Linked DNA regions of Anser cygnoides: region 2 is linked to region 1. Evidence: chromatin contacts called from public Hi-C data. All regions are on one chromosome and are shown on one strand. Each heading gives the region's core, a stretch centred on a gene start, on an enhancer-like site or on the middle of the called end of the contact. The rest is flanking DNA. Distances are from core to core; before and after follow the strand shown. Region 1 holds the start of KLF3 (KLF transcription factor 3). Region 2 holds the start of KLB (klotho beta).

The links. A called contact is a pair of places that touch in the nucleus more often than the background predicts.
Region 2: a contact with region 1 is called in a Hi-C map of liver, with 7 times the contacts expected there. The contact joins the promoter of KLB here to the promoter of KLF3 in region 1. A contact is called at or near these places in 2 of 7 Hi-C or Micro-C datasets (both in liver).

What each region holds. Positions count from the first base shown.
Region 1 is chr4:23,946,271-23,949,328 of Taihu_goose_T2T_genome, reverse strand. KLF3 (KLF transcription factor 3) reads right to left here and starts at 1,405. Exons shown (of 7, transcript XM_066995762.1): 1 at 1,121-1,405.
Region 2 is chr4:24,209,730-24,212,787 of Taihu_goose_T2T_genome, reverse strand. KLB (klotho beta) reads right to left here and starts at 1,610. Exons shown (of 5, transcript XM_048072865.2): 1 at 778-1,610. The coding sequence starts at 1,515.

The DNA of each region.
Region 1 (3,058 bases), core at 156-2,655:
GCTTGGACAGAAATAAAAAAAGGCCACTCACACCAGCTTCAGGTTTTTGTATTTATACTAGACAAAAAGCTCTTAAAAATACAAGAGGAAAGTTAGTTTGAAGTAAATCTCTCCTGGGTCAGGCAGGATTATCAAATCCAGATGTAGTTCCTCTCACACAAGAAGTTCCTCATGCAATTACCAGAAGTGTGCATCTTAAAAGTATTCTATGGGAAAAAATCGTTACTGAGCAGCCATGTGAGCCTTTGTTTTCAATACAGGTAATGAGCATTTATGGATATTAGTTTAAATAAAGTCAAGCCTTCAAAGCTCTTGTATCCGGCACCCAAATTCAGCTTTTCATAACAATAAAACCTTCAGAGTTCAGCTCTACAAACAGTGGCACTTCCTGCGTTTTCAAAGGCTAGGAAGCAAATAAAACACAGCGGACAATACAGGTACAGTAAGTGAATTATCAGGGGAGGACACGAGGCAAGTCCCTATTTATTTCGCCCCCTCCATGCCCCTCCTGAGCAGCTCCCAGCCCCTCTCTCCGCCTGCGCCCCCCGGACCAGGCTGTCCCGTGCCAGGGTTGCCCCGAGCCGTGCGGGACGCGCATCTGACAAAAGTCCAAAGTAAACGCTCCCGTCCCCGTTTAGGCTTAAAAAAATTAATAATAATAATAATAAATGAACGGCATCCAGAAAAAGGGAAGCAAATTGCGGTCGTTATTCCTACCGCCGTGCCCAACCGCGGCGCGGCGTGGTTGAACTTCACCTCGACCCCTGCCAGCTCGGGGAGGGGGGGTGACATGGTTTTGAGGGGCACGACCATCCCCTGGCTTAACCGGGAGCTCGGCCGGCCCCTTCCCAAAACCCGAGGCCCCCCGGGAACATCTCCCCGGGCCGCTGCCGCGTCCCCCCGTCCCCAAAAAGCCCCCGCAGCCCGCAGCCGGGAGGGCGGCCCCGGGGGCGTCCCAGCGGGGGGGGCGGGCGGAGGCCGGGGACCCCCCCAGAGGCCGGGCAGGTGCGCGGAGCCCCCCCCGGAGCCCACCCGTCCCCACGACCCCGTCCCTCCGGCAGCTCCGGGAAACTTTCCGGGGGAGGCTGCCGCGCACACACACACACACACACACACTTACGCTGGGCGGGAGGTGCGGAGGGCGCCGCGGGGGCGCTGGGCGGCGAGGCTGGAGGCTGGAGGCGCCGTGGCTCCGGCTCTGTGTGTGTGTGTGTGTCGTGTGTGTGTGAGGAGGGGCCGGCCCCGCTCCCTCCCGCCCTGCCTGCCTGCCTCCCGCCTTCCCCCCGGGCTGCTGGCACCGGGCCGCGCTGTCACATGACGCCGCCGCCTCTCTCGCCCTGCCCGGCTCCCCGGGAGGGTCACGGAGGGGAGCGCGGCCGGGCGGGGAGGGAGGCAGGGAGGGAGGCAGGAGGCAGGAGGGCGGCTCCCCGCCCGCCCGCCCGCCCGCGGGGTGGAGGCTCCGCCGAGGGGCCGGGGCGAGTCGCGGCGCACAAACAGGCGGGCACGCCGTGACTCCCCGCCGCCCGCCCTGCCTCCCGGGGGCAGCCGGCCTCGCGCAGACACTAATTATCCGCCAGCGGCCCCGGGAGGGGCGGGGAGCGGGACAACCACCGCCGACAAACCTGCCCGGCCGGCCGCTCCTCCCCTCCCCTCCCCGCCTGCCTGGCGGCCGGCCCCGCAGCGCGCCCCTTCCCCTCCCTCCCTGCCCACCCCGGCCGACCTGCGGCGGCACAGCAGCCGTCACGGCCCGGGGGGAAGGAAGGGAGGAGGGAGGGAAGGAGGGAGGTGCTCGCTCTGGGGCGCTGCCGCCGCCGAGTTGGCTTCGCCGGCGGGGGCTGGGAGAGGGGAGCGGGGCGAGGCGAGGCGAGGCCGGGCGGCCGGCGTGGGGCAGAGGTGTGGGGCCGCCTCCGCCCCGGCTTGGCGGCTCGCCCGCTGCCGGCCGCCTGAGGCCCGTGCCGGGGTGTGCTTTATGGCCGCGCTCCCACCTCCCGCGGGGCGCAGCGGGCGGGGAGAGGCGCCTCACGCTCCGCGCCGAGGGGGCCGAGGCCCGCCGGGGGGCACCGGCCTGAGGCGGCCCCGGCTCGGCCCTCCTCGGGGCTCCGCTGGGCTGAAGGCAGGACTCGGCCCGGGACGGCGCTTGCTGCTGGAGGCTGGGGTTTTGCACGTACGGTCCGTGAAACAGGAGCCGCTTGTCTCCGTGCCCGCCTGCGGACCGAGGGATTTCACTTGGAGCGGTGTTTGCTTTAATGAAGTAAAATAAAATCCTGGCCTGCCGTCTCAGCTCTGTTGCTTAGGCAAAGGTTCTGCCCCTAACAAGCTATATATTGTATATAAGGTGTTATATGTTCGTTGTGCCGTGTACCATCCTGTCTTCTTCTGATTGATGAATGGTACCTAACACGTCAACGAAAAGGCAACTGCTGCGCTTGGCAAGGCTCTGTCCTGCAGTGTGAACTGTGGACAGATGAAAAGCGTTTAGAGGATGGAGAAGTTGCCCTGTGGGACTCTTCATTACACGCTTGGTCCTGTGGGTAATGTCAGTGGTGGGTGCTGGGCATGTCCAGCTCCCTGGGATCAACCTGTGTATTCAACTCCCTGACTGGGACCCCCGTGAAACTCACCTCTGGATGCTTGGGTTGTTGTTATTTCTGTTCTCTTTGGTTATTACCGAGTCAATAAAGCTGTAAAAGCAAAACAGAAGGAAAGGAGAAGGATCGGGAGAAATGTTTTCAAGATGCATGCTTCGCTGTGCACAGCCACGTGTTCAGCTTACATCTTTGGTTCTAGTATGTTTTAATGTGTCCCCTGACATAGCTTGATAGTCCGTATGGCTTTAAAAAGCACACTAAGACACCAGTCTGAAACCCCGAAGGGTATGACTCAATGACATAACAATAAATTGTAGTATCTCCTGGATAATTACACTGTATCATGTCACAACAAGGTATTGTTGAAATATTATCATGTAGCTCATAAAGTGTGATTTTTTTTTTATTATAAGCCTATAAAATAAACAGAATTGTTGTGTTAGAACATACACACAGACACAAAACATTTT
Region 2 (3,058 bases), core at 361-2,860, 260 kb before region 1:
CATGAATGTCTCCGCATTTTTCCTTAAAGATACAACCCACTTCAGACTTTTCTTTTTGTCCTTTCCAAAAAAAAAATACCATGAACTTAGGACCCAGTACTGCAGCTGCTGAAGCTATTGATCATGGGATCAAGCCTTTCAGTTGTGTAATTCTGTAGAAGATAGCCAATACATAAAATAGCACCAACATAAAAATTAAAATGCTGAAAATGCTACAGAAATAATGTAATTTTGAAACTCTTAAATACTGAAGGGGACATTTGTTTTCTTCTCAAACCAAGAACTGATGACCTCGCTAATTCAGTGATAAACATTTTGCAGTATGATCTTACTAAGCCAGAAGTAATCATATATACACATCTTCTACTGATAGTAAAACTGATCCAATAGGCAAATAGAACTAAATCTCTGTATAAACTAATGGAACGGTCATTTTAGCGTAGCTGAATGACTGAACAGTCATTTCAGTGTAACTAAATGAAAAGAAAAAAGAGGGAAAACTATGGTCTTTAATAGACAGATGTTGTAGGCAAAAAGAAATTTAAATAAATCAATAAACAAGCACCTTAAAACAAATAATTACTGAGTCAGCTGTTGTGACTACAACATTGAAATCAATTTGAGATTTTGAAAAAAAACAACTGCCTTAGCTAAGGGTTATTTCTTGATGTTTTCACATTCTTTGATTATTTTTTTAACATTGATTACACGATTGATTCATCCCATTATTTCCTATGACAGTGCAAGATCAGTTTATAAAACCTTACTATACTGTACCTTGATCAGATTGTGTCCTACAGTGTAGACAGTGGTTACTTTCCCTTTCTCTCCGGGAGCATGAATACCTGTGCCATACCCATGCCAAGCAACTAAGTAAGGATTATGGATGGTAATCCAATACTTAACACGATCCCCAAAGGTCTGGAAGCAAAAGGTGGCATAGTCGTTGAATATATCAATTACTGATTCATTTTTCCATCCCCCATATTGTTCTTGCAGTGTCAAGGGCAGGTCCCAGTGGTACAGGGTAACCACGGGGTCAATATTTCTGTAGACTAGAGAGTCAATAAGGGTGTTATAGTACTGGAGTCCTTTTTCGTTGGGAGCTGCTACCACCCCAGTGGGAAAAAGCCTCGACCACGAAATTGAAAACTGGTAAAAGGTAACTCCCAAAAAATCCAGAGCTGACAGATCTTTGTCCAGCAAGTTGTAACTGTCACTGGAAACGTCCGTGCTGTCAGCATCTCTGAACTCCGTGTGGATGAAGCGGTCCCAGATGGAGGATCCTTTCCCGTCCTTCCTCCAGCTGCCTTCCACCTGGAACGCCCCTGTCCCTATGCCCCAGAGAAACTCTTTGGGGAAAGTGTCATACAAAAACATCTGTGTTTCACTCACGGGACTGGAGTTAGGGTCCTTTTTCCACACAGATCTTCCCTCTCCGGCAAGCCCAGCGACTATCCTTATGAAAACTAATGTCCAAAAAGCAACAAATCTCTTCAGCCGTCGGCCACACATTATGCCGTTTTATAACGCCAGTGTTAAAAGTCAGATTTCCTTTACTGCCGCTGAAAAAAATCCATTCATTCCCTGGAGTCCCTGCTGTGCAGACTGTCTTCATTTGCCACTAACTGCTGGAGTGTCTTATCAAAGCTTCACTAAAAGCTTGCGATCGTAAAAGCCCTGTCAATGATTAGCCTGAACTGTGAGACCTGGAGTGGGTCAGAGAACAGCGTAATTTTTAGGGAGGTGGCCTCTGTATGATCACCGAGACACCTAGGCTGAGTTCTTCCTGCAGGAAAACATGTTACCTGAGCAATACGAAAAGCTCGGTCACTCGATGAGAGCATATAGGTGACAAAGGGTGCTCAGAAGCTATCCCATTCTTTGTTCCTCGTGCAGCTGTTTCAAGGAGAAGAAATAGAATTCAGACTACAGCCTCCATTTAAAAGGCAATTTATCAATTTTTAATGAATCACATGTTAAATAAAAAGAGCATGCCAGAAGGGTTTGGGGTCTTTTCCCAGAGTTTAACTTTACCTATGTGAAATTTAACGTACAACATTAGGATACAGTTTATTACTAGAACCAAGACAGACTCAATAAAAACAAACCAAACTCCATTTTTCCCCTCTCTGGACCATATTAATTTCTCTCTGAATTTTTTTCTTTGGGTACAAATCTCCACATATTTACCAATATCTTGTGAATATTTCCTCATATCATCCACTCAGAGAAAAGACCGAGCTTGCTCCTTTTCTGGGGAGACCCCTGAGTGCTATTTTGTCTCTCCCCACAGCATAGCAACTTAATGAAGATTACAACACTTAGACATATGCACATCCCACTGACTATGTATAAACACAAAGCAGGTCAATATTTCTTCCAAATACATGCACCCTTATAAAAGTCCTCTGTGCAGCTCTATGCACAGCAGCAGTACAAAATTAACAAGGTCTGTTCTAGTCCTTAAGCAATTTCCCTTAATTTCTTTAAATAAAAATAATTAGCAAAGATAATTAGGCTTGAGAGATGCTATTTTGGTATTGATTAATTTAACAATCTCAGTATATGCAGCTGGGTTATCAGTACAGTGAATATCTTACAGAGCAGCTAGACAATATTTTATAATCTCATCTTTTAACATATTTCAAATTACAGCAAAACTACATGCGTCAAGACATGGTAAATTTACTAAATACAGTAAGGCTGATGCCTGCTATTTTTGCTTTTCTTCAGGCACAGTAATATAAAATGTATTCACACTTAGATCACAGCTGCTCAAGAGCAATACGAGGCATCTTTACATGCAAGACAGTTATACACTGAAACCTGAGCATGGGAACCACTTACCACATAAGTATAGCACCGTGTTTGGATGAATTAGTCCTGCTGACATGTAGGAGATGAAAGTCCAGATGGACTGCTGGGCTACTGCTGCTTTATTGTTCCTGCTACCTCTGCGAGCATGTTTGCAAGCAGCCTGGGTGTCTTTGGCCAGCATTGCATAATGCCATTCAGACATACCTTGAGTTTAACAATTAAGCTGATTAAGACAATG